Linked DNA regions of Mus musculus: regions 2 and 3 are each linked to region 1. The links are chromatin contacts, called in public HiChIP or PLAC-seq and promoter capture Hi-C maps. All regions are on one chromosome and are shown on one strand. Each heading gives the region's core, a stretch centred on a gene start, on an enhancer-like site or on the middle of the called end of the contact. The rest is flanking DNA. Distances are from core to core; before and after follow the strand shown. Region 1 holds the start of Halr1 (Hoxa adjacent long noncoding RNA 1). Region 2 overlaps Skap2 (src family associated phosphoprotein 2). Region 3 holds the start of Hoxa11os (homeobox A11, opposite strand).

Region 1 (3,075 bases), core at 156-2,655:
GGACAGACAGACAGGGGTTATGTCCGGAGAGCCAAGACCTAGGAATCCCCAGGAAGGAGCAGTCAGTAATACTGCTTCCGGTAGGCAAACTCTCCTCCTACCTTTTCATCAAACCGCCTCTGGGAAGGGACTGGGTGATCTCCTGAGGGCAGGTTAAGGAGAACAACAGCAGCCTGAGGAGAGGTTTCCTTCTTTTTCTCCTTCTGCCTTAATGCCCCCACTTTAAATAACAGCTCCTTTCTGCAGTGAAGTTGGGTCCCCTGAAAACCACTTGGCAGTGGTTCGCGGTGAACCGTGAATGCTGAACTGAGCCGTGATTGATTTCACTTAGAACCACACAGAACTGACTCTTCTCTATGTACAGTGCAGCTCACCTGACATCTCTGCTCCCAAAACCTGCTTACTAACTTAATAAGCCAGTCCTCCTCCCCGCCCCATCCCCCAGCTCTCAAGCCCGGGCGTCATTGGCTGAGGCTTGGGTTCAGGCTGCCCTGAAGTCTGTACTGAACCTTGAAGCCTCTGACTAGCTTGGGGTCACATTACTTGAGGCTATCCAAGTAGAACCAACTCTAATAAGGAGAAACCAGATATTCCTCTCTTCTAGTTCCCAGATTCCTAGAAATTTCTTGTAAAAACAGTTCCTTGCATCTGGAGAGACGGTCCAGAGTTAAAAGCACGTGTGCTCTTGTACAGGACATTAGTTTGATTCCTAGCGCCCACATGGTGGGTCATAACATCCATAACTCCAGTTCCAGGGAATTGGAAGGCCTCGTCTGACTTCCTTGGGTGTGGGGCCATATATGATGCACATATATCATGATGCAGGCAAAACATCGCTACACATAAGACAAAATAAATAAAACCAAAACAAGACAGTTCTTTATGAGAGCAACAGCAAACTCATTCTTTGAACTCAGGTAGCTGTGGAGTCCATCGGCCCTTGTACCTGGACATCTACCTACTTCAGGTGTTTTGAAATTTCCTTTCTCCGAATCTGTGACCAACATGAGTAAGAAGGGCATTGGCGCAAACTTACATCAGCTGTGAAGGGAAGAACTGGGAAAAACAAGACGCGGAAAGATAAAAGGAAAGAAAAGATGTCGATGTATTCTTACGCTGGTACCCAGAGACACTCGCACCTGCCTATAATCCAATCCCATCACTGGGGAGGACGAGGCAGGAGGATGGGGAGTTCAAGGCCACCCTCAATCACATGAGCGTCTATCTCAGAACCCCAACAAACCAACAGATAACAATGAGAGAGAGAGAGAGAGAGAGAGAGAGAGAGAGAGAGAGAGAGAACACAATATTGCTTACTTTCTTCAGCTGCTGGTTCTCAGCTACTTTCTTCTTCTTTTGTCAGCCATCATCAGTCAGGTTGTATCACCTCCGCCCACGGTCTCCCAGCTGAGAGGCGCATGCGCACTCACTGCAGACAAAAGTCCTCCCAGGAAGAGCCAGGCATGCATCTTCCCACAATCTGTCCACACGGGTCTGCTGTTTGCACAGCTGGGTTTGTTTCTTTCAATGGCAGAGAAGGGAGGCTCCAAAAAAACACCGGGCTTCACAAAACTTTTCACGGTCTAACTAGAAGAAATTAGACTAAGGTCCAGAGGTTTCCCGCTGCATTTTTAGAAGGCAACATTCTTTTATTTTCAAGTGTCCTCTCTTGTCAATGGGTGTGGGAGACATTACAGCAACTACTATGTAAATGTTGATAATTAGTTTTGATATTTGCCCCAGGGAAGTTCCTTCCTAAAGAAATCATTTTTTTCTTCTTAAAAATATTTCAATCTCATTCCAGATGGAATATTTGTGACCTTTCCGTGGTCAGAGCTGGTCCATTGTGTTCAGAGGCAGCATGGCCCACCACCCTTCCTTTGCACCCTTCCCTCAACAATCCCACGTCTGGTTTTTCAATTTAAAGCGACTGTTCACAGAATTCCCACCATGAAGGAAAACACTGTGAGTCAATACACGTTGGGCCAGCGCCAATGCTCAGATAATGAAGTCGGTGGTACTTACGCAAGAAGGGTTTGCCCCCGTGATGGTAATAAATCTTTCACTTGTGTGTCATAAGCACAGAATGCCTAGATGAATTCAAAGACCCTGCTTGGAATTAGTTAAGTGGGTTTCCCTGCTTCCATAATGAGTTTCACAACTGCTCATAGAACATAGCTATTAATTACTAGCGAATAGGCTTTATTGAGGTCTGAAATGGGGAAGAGCTATTTATTTGGAGTAAGTCTAGGCCATTGTAGGTATTTCCTTGTGTTGTGTGAACATTTACACTGTTAGAGGCAAACTGATGATACCACCTTATGAGACTCAAGGGAGCGGCTGAGCAGTGAGTGGGGAGACACGGCGCTATGCGATGGAGGGAGAAAACTCAATTCCTTGTGAAATGGTAGCTGAGAGCTCTTTCAGAGCAGGTGCACTGTTCATGCGCGGTCTCCAAGCTAAGTGGATCTCAAATCAGATTCTGTGAAGTAGAAACCACATTAAAAATTGTATTTAGATCCAAAGTCTCTTTCCTTCCCACAGGAATTACAATTTCTATCAAATAAGTGCTGAACAGTATTACCATTTCTCCCTTGCTATGGTGTGTCTAAGAATGGTTTGTGACAGAAAGTCTTTTTAGAGCCTTGCTTTCAACATGCGTTTATGTTTTAATGATATATCCTCCACCTGTAAAAATGTAGTTCTAGCCCACAGAAAATCAACACATTTGAAGCTTTCTTGGTATATTTAGGCTGTCAACAGTGGGCTTTCTGACATCTGACATTACTGGGCTTCCGCCTTTAATGGCTAGATTGTTTTCTAAAGACAGTCTAATGACACAAGGCTCCTAAACCCTGTTGGACCATTGAACTGAGAATGACCTGAGCAGACAGAGACCCTTTGACCATCTGTCATTGGCGAGCGTATTGATCTGGACATGGTGGCTGAGGGCAGTGTGTACCGAGGCTTTGGCAGTTGGCTGAGGTGTTGATAACCCTCCTCGATATGTTTGTGAGGGTTTGATTTCTCATTGTGTCCTCCCCAGTTATGGAGCCCTTGGGCAGTAAGCAACCT
Region 2 (3,075 bases), core at 343-2,842, 230 kb after region 1:
CATCTTACAAAGGTCATGTATATTTATAGGTATATAGATGGGCCCGCTTGATGTTTTTAACAATATAAAAATCTGCTGTCCTTTCTAAAACACTTTTCAGGCTTGCAGTACTTAGGGAAAGGGTCTCTGGTGTCGGCATCATGCTTCATTCATTGTCAACATGCCTTTTATAATCTTGTGTTTGTGGACTATCTGGCGGTTACTTGCTTAATTTGTACTTTGGTAACAATCCTGTTAGCTTTGCCAAATATGTATTTTTATAAAAATTTAAAAGCTCATTGTGTACATTTTTCAAAGGCTAGCTAACTTTCCTTTTTAAACCTTCTTTCAAAAGTAATTCATGCCCCTCAGGACAGCACACATAGCAAGGTGACATTTTGTGTGTAATTTTCAAAATATTGACTGTGGTATAGATAGAATGGTGTTAACATGCCGAGTAAAGACAGCGAAACCACATTATCTGTGCTTGTGAGTGTTCCATAGTCTACAGAATGCCTGCCTTTCTTGGGGCCAGGGATGGTTCTCAGCAGGAAGGCATTCTGACTAGCCTACTCGAGGCTCTGCATCTGCTATCCCTGTGCCACAAAGCAAAGCAAAGTCATGTCCTGTGGGTTATCTCCCCGAGCACAGGCAAAGACTGCTAGTGTTTGTGAGCCTTCTGTGCTTTCAAAGCTGTTTTTGTACATGAGTTTTGTCTATGTGTGTTTAGAGCCACTCCATTTTAGAGATAAGCTATAGGAGCTTCCTGCTTTCCACAAATAAGATCACTCCTGATTCTTTTTGTCTGGCATGCTTTCCGGGGAGGCAGCTAGCACACACACTGCTGGCCTTCCCCTCACTGTAGATGCCCGCTCTTCACTTAGAACGCCAGTCATAGACGCACAGATGGCACACAGAGTGCTCCTCAGCGGTGCTCACTGTCCATGGGACCGACCGTCCGTCATTTTTTGGACTCCATCATCATCAAGATTACAGGAGGCACAGTTGAAAATGTGTCTTTCCCCGGCTCTGCTGAATCCCTGGCTCTTCCCTGACTTCCTTGCAGCAGTGAGGTTTAATGGAATGCCCCTGATGCACATCTAGGGAGAGATGCATCTTGTACACCGTGGGGGTCTCTCCCCTTGCTGCTCCTGTAACTCCCATTAGTGTTAATGGGAGTCTCTCCAAGTGTATCCAGGGAAAGAGAAACCAAAGTGGTAAGAATGTGTATTTAAAATCACTGGATACTTGGGGTTTTTTGTCCTTTCTTTCCTCCCCCTACTTAAAAAAAAAAAAAACAAAAAACAAAACAAAAAACAAACAAAAAACATGTTAATTGAAAAGTACTGTGAGAAGGTCTGAACCAGAGGAGGGCCCGGACAGCTGGGACCTGGGATCCCACAGCTCCACCAAAAACTTTGACCTCAGTTTTTCAGCCAAAGTTTGTTTCTTCCACGTCTTCGGACCAAGCCTAAGGCCTGAGCAGCGTGGGGAACAAGTTGGGGGGTGGGGGAAGGGCTACTGGGGAAACTAGCTATTTAGACCTTCTTTGACTTGGCTAGAACTGTGTGGCAGGCCTCACGTGTGAGATGATGTCATCCTGTCTGCTCTAACTCCTTGACTTTCAAGCTGACACTGAGAGACCACATGGGGTGCAACATTTGACCCAATTAGCAGTTGATTTAATCTGACAGGAATGTTTCAATTCTAAATCTCTATTTGTCTAAATAAGTGGTTTTTAAAGGAAATCAGTCACTTTATTATTAAGTGATTTTTAAAAAAAAAAAAAAAGAAAGAAAGAAATGGTCAATGCTTGGAGGTATCTGGCCAGCTGGAGTGCCCTCTAGTGTCTGTTTACAGAATGTATTTAATATATGCCTGGGGGCTGGGGGAGGATGTGATAGGGGTGGCCACAAGCACTATTAGCTCCTGGTTGGATTCTGGGGCTTGCACATGCCCCTGCTGGTTTTAGTGCTCTGAGCCCAAGTGCTACTACAGTGGAGAGGCCAATACAGGGTCGGTCTCTCTCTCTCTCTCTCTCTCCCTCTCCCTCCCTCCCTCTCCCCCCTCCCTCTCTCCCTTCCTCCCTCCTTCTTCCTCCTCCTCCTCCCCTCCCCCAATCCTATCATGCCGCTCCTATTGTCCCTCTCTTTCCATCCTAAAAAATAAAAATTAACAGAGGATTCTGTTAGGTTGTATTTTCTAGTCCTTGTTTATTTTCTCACAAATTTAAGTGAAACGGTGCATCCCACAAATACTTAGATTCCATGTTATTCAGATTCTCCTTTTTAAAAAATGTTAAAGACATTAAGGAGAATTTAAATCTCCTAATAAATTAATACTTTGTGGAGATCAACACTATGCTGACTGTACTAATGTGGCCGTTTGTATTGAGGTTGCCAAGACGCCTCTTGTTTAAAAGTGAGATGACAAGCCTGATCCAGCATCCATGTCCACGTTATCCCGTGGATTCAAAGCTGACATTGCAGCGATGGAAGCTGTCAGCACATCTGTGTTCCGCCTGGCTAGTGAATACACGGGCATTTTGTGTCTTATTGATATAACTTGCAGTCTTTTTTCCTTAACTCATCAGAACTCAATTATCACGAAATTAAAAACAGGAAACAGTTCTCTTGTGTAACAAAAGCATCCAGCGTATTTAACTGTGTGCTGTGTTTTAGGAGCCACATTGTGTGAGTGACAAAGCATACATTATCCAGTTACTGTGGTATTACGGAGCGACGAGCACTAAATAATCAATCAGTTAATGGTGTGTATGGCAGTTTGAGCACTTCACATCCATTGTGCTTATGCCAGGAGAAGGATGAACTGATAACGCCACTGTGGGAGCCTAATGTCCTAGACCTGACGAACAAAAGTCTGCATTAGCAATTTCACAGCTGCAAAAGTATTTTAGAGACAACTTTGAGAGACTTTGGATACAAATGCTTTATATTTGAGTATTAAAGTATGCTATTATTATTATGCTCTTATCAAGTGTTCTAAACTCCATGAAATTGTTACTTCAGATATGTCCAATCTGTCCCTTAGATATTCTGATGGTACAGTAAGACCAGTTGCTCTTTAAACACATAG
Region 3 (3,075 bases), core at 274-2,773, 140 kb before region 1:
GCCTCAATTGCATGGTTTCCCGATTCGTCAGCTTCAGCAGACCAGGCAGCTTGCGGACCGGTGAGCAGAAGTGCCTCTGGCTCTGAGGAGTCACTCCGAACCCCTACAGGCAGCGAGGAGAAGGGGTTCCTTCAAGGACAGGGTGTGGGGTAAGGAAGTAAGCAGAAAGATACAGGGAAGGTGGAACCCGGGTAAGACGAAGGCCCTTCCGGACAGCGCGGATTATTGACAAACCGCGGAGGGAAGCCGCTTTGCCTGTTGGCGGTTTGGGGACGGAAGGCACTAAAGCGCTTCGGAAGTGACCGTGAATGAGAGCGTGTAATCAAGTCACCGTGCAAATCGGACAAGCCACGAGGCCGGCACATCCGTGCCGGCGAAGCCTGGCCCCAAATGGGGTCCAGCCAGGGTCTGAGGCTGGGGGGCTTCCCAGAGCAAACCTGTGGGAGGGGGGCTGCGAAGAAGGTGCTGAACGTAAGCCTTCGGATAACAGACTCCGGGACCTGAAGCTATACAATTCCGGGCTTTCACCTGGCCACCCCCAGCCCAGAGAGTATCCCTCACCCACCGGGGAGTGGGGGGAGGCGTCAGGAGTTGCGCTCTCTTGCCGCCCTCAGAGCACTCGTGGACCAGGACCATGTAGCTGAGCAAAGGAGAGCTGCCCGGGGGCGCACCCCAGCCTTTCTGCGCGCGGGGAGGCCCCCCAGCCAACATGAGTTACACCGGCGATTACGTGCTTTCGGTGAGAACACCGAGTGACGATCTGTTGCTTCCCCTGAGGTGGCTACAAAGAAAGGAAGCCGAGGAGGGAGGGGAGGGGAAAAAAGGAAAGGGAGGGGGGTTAAAAAAAAAAAAAAGCCGGGACTAGCTCGCGGCTTGTCAATTTCAACATCGGGTCACATGACCAGCACCTCCCTGCTAAGGATGGGGATAGATTTCCACGTCAGCTTACGTCTCCAAATTTCTACTTCACGGATCCGCTTCAAAGAGGCAGCTGCAGTGGAGAATCATGTTAAGCTCGGCTACTGCGGAGAGCCCAAGGTAGCCCAATGATGGATTTTGATGAGCGTGGTCCCTGCTCCTCTAACATGTATTTGCCAAGTTGTACTTACTACGTCTCGGGTCCAGATTTCTCCAGCCTCCCTTCTTTTTTGCCCCAGACCCCGTCTTCGCGCCCAATGACATACTCCTACTCCTCCAACCTGCCCCAGGTCCAACCCGTGCGCGAAGTGACCTTCAGAGAGTACGCCATTGAGCCCGCCACTAAATGGCACCCCCGCGGCAATCTGGCCCACTGCTACTCCGCGGAGGAGCTCGTGCACAGAGACTGTCTGCAGGCGCCCAGCGCGGCCGGCGTGCCTGGCGACGTGCTGGCCAAGAGCTCGGCCAACGTCTACCACCACCCCACCCCCGCCGTCTCGTCCAATTTCTATAGCACGGTGGGCAGGAACGGCGTTCTGCCACAGGCTTTCGACCAGTTTTTCGAGACGGCTTACGGCACCCCGGAAAACCTCGCTTCCTCCGACTACCCCGGGGACAAGAACGCCGAGAAGGGGCCCCAAGCAGCAGCTGCGACCTCCGCTGCGGCGGTGGCGGCGGCGGCCACGGGCGCGCCGGCAACTTCAAGTTCGGACGGCGGCGGTGGCGGCGGCTGTCAGGAGGCGGCGGCGGAGGAGAAGGAGCGACGGCGGCGACCCGAGAGCAGCAGCAGCCCCGAGTCGTCTTCCGGCCACACTGAGGACAAGGCCGGTGGCTCCGGTGCGTATAAAGGCAGCGCCCAGCGCTTTATGAAAGGGGAGTTGGGAATCTAGCGCAGCACCGCTGTTAAATTTTTATATGCTGTTTTATAAGCATATAAGGTTTATGAAGGGCCTTTAGGTTTCCCCCAACAAAACTTTGTTATAAAAGGAGGGATCACGTGGCGAGTGCTGAAATTGGCCGTGAAATACCCACCGGCCAAAGCATGCCTGCAGAAAAAAAAAAAAATACAACTCCCCTTTTTCCTTTTTTCCCTTCTCAGCTCCCAAACTCAACAGCACGATCCCCGCTAGAGACCAGCTCCAGGCTGGGGAGCCGGAGGTGGGCGCCTGTAAATTCCCCCTACAAGGGCTTCAGGAGCCTTTGATAGCGGGGTAATCCGGAGATTTTTATAAAAGCCATGTGTTGCGGCGGGACTCCAGTCCCGGCTGGGATTCAAAGGCATCGGCTGTTTAATGATGGCGCTAAGAGCGCATTTAACAGATAAAGTAGCCCACTTAGCTCAAGCAATATATTAAAAGAAACAAATTAACTTAAATTTGGCCTTTTTGTCCAAAGGAAGCCATTTTCCTCTGGTCCGGTTGCAATTACATGCTGCCTTCTGTTATTCACAATTGTTTTTAAATCAGTCAAAAGTTGTGTGTGTGTGTGTGTGTGTGTGTGTGTGTGTGTGTGTGTGTGTGTGTGTGTGTTTCTTAAAGGTGAGGGTGAACAAATGGATCCTGCCTGAGGCTTAAGGTAGCCTCTCTTTCCTCTACCCTTCCTAAACTAGCATCCCTACCCTGCTGAGGGCCCTCTGGCAGTATGCTGACGGTGTGTACTGAGTGAAGGCCTGGGTAGGGGTTTCCTCTGCCACCTCCCACCTCGAGAGAGCTGGGAGGCTGGCGGAAGAGGCAAGAACTGATCAGAAGTCAGGCTGACAAAGACCCCTCAGCCGCCCCAGATGTTAAGGAGGGCTAAATCATGGCGGCAAGCAGGAAAGCCTGGGGCCAGGATGCATGCCTTTACTGCCTCGGGAACAGGCGGCCCAGGTGCTGAAGGTGAAATGTCCTCGGGCGGCTGTTTGTTTAGTCTGGCGGGGCAAGGAGCAGCCCGCAACCCCCACTTGCCTCCGTTCAAAGCAGTTCAACCAGCGCAAACTCGCCTGTTGCTGTGAGGAGCCTTCCTTTCAGCTCAAGGGGCAGCCTGAGTCCTTTCCCTGGGGGCCTATCTAGTGAGCTGGCTTTTATCTGAAGCCGGCTCCAGACTGCAACTTGTCCCTGACCAGCAATAGAAGCCTGAAGGCAGGGGCCTGGAAAGACTTTGAAAGGGCCTGGATTG

The links. HiChIP or PLAC-seq counts read pairs in DNA pulled down with a chosen protein or histone mark. Capture Hi-C pulls out chosen DNA fragments and counts their contacts.
Region 2: a contact with region 1 is called in an H3K27ac HiChIP or PLAC-seq map of embryonic stem cells, with 33 read pairs. The contact joins the enhancer-like site here to the promoter of Halr1 in region 1. A contact is called at or near these places in 2 of 39 promoter capture datasets (the 3T3-L1 cell line and embryonic stem cells), 20 of 484 Hi-C or Micro-C datasets (the HL-1 cell line, embryonic fibroblasts, embryonic stem cells and 5 more), 9 of 115 datasets of contacts at active chromatin or transcription factors (bone marrow-derived dendritic cells and embryonic stem cells) and 3 of 9 other capture datasets (adipose tissue, embryonic tail and pancreatic islet).
Region 3: a contact with region 1 is called in a promoter capture Hi-C map of adipose tissue. The contact joins the promoter of Hoxa11os here to the promoter of Halr1 in region 1. A contact is called at or near these places in 1 of 115 datasets of contacts at active chromatin or transcription factors (embryonic stem cells) and 1 of 9 other capture datasets (adipose tissue).

The regions. Positions count from the first base shown.
Region 1 is chr6:52,101,279-52,104,353 of GRCm38.p6, reverse strand. It overlaps Halr1 (Hoxa adjacent long noncoding RNA 1), which reads right to left and starts at 1,405. Exons shown (of 3, transcript NR_110440.1): 1 at 1,318-1,405.
Region 2 is chr6:51,874,863-51,877,937 of GRCm38.p6, reverse strand. All of the region lies in intron 10 of Skap2 (src family associated phosphoprotein 2), which reads left to right. Among named protein-coding and RNA genes, the nearest start is that of Skap2, 140 kb to the left of the region's middle. Within about 2 kb of position 1,592, at least 61 of the 459 cell types and tissues checked have an H3K27ac peak or open chromatin away from gene starts, as enhancers often do. A contact at or near this core is called in adipose tissue, embryonic stem cells, embryonic tail and 2 more, where this site is marked.
Region 3 is chr6:52,243,691-52,246,765 of GRCm38.p6, reverse strand. Hoxa11os (homeobox A11, opposite strand) reads right to left here and starts at 1,523. Exons shown (of 5, transcript NR_015348.1): 1 at 950-1,523; 2 at 566-781; 3 at 235-451; 4 at 1-103. It overlaps Hoxa11 (homeobox A11), which reads left to right and starts at 956. Exons shown (of 2, transcript NM_010450.3): 1 at 956-1,755. The coding sequence starts at 1,047. It overlaps LOC115490410 (a long non-coding RNA gene), which reads right to left. Exons shown (of 2, transcript XR_003956437.1): 2 at 2,253-3,075.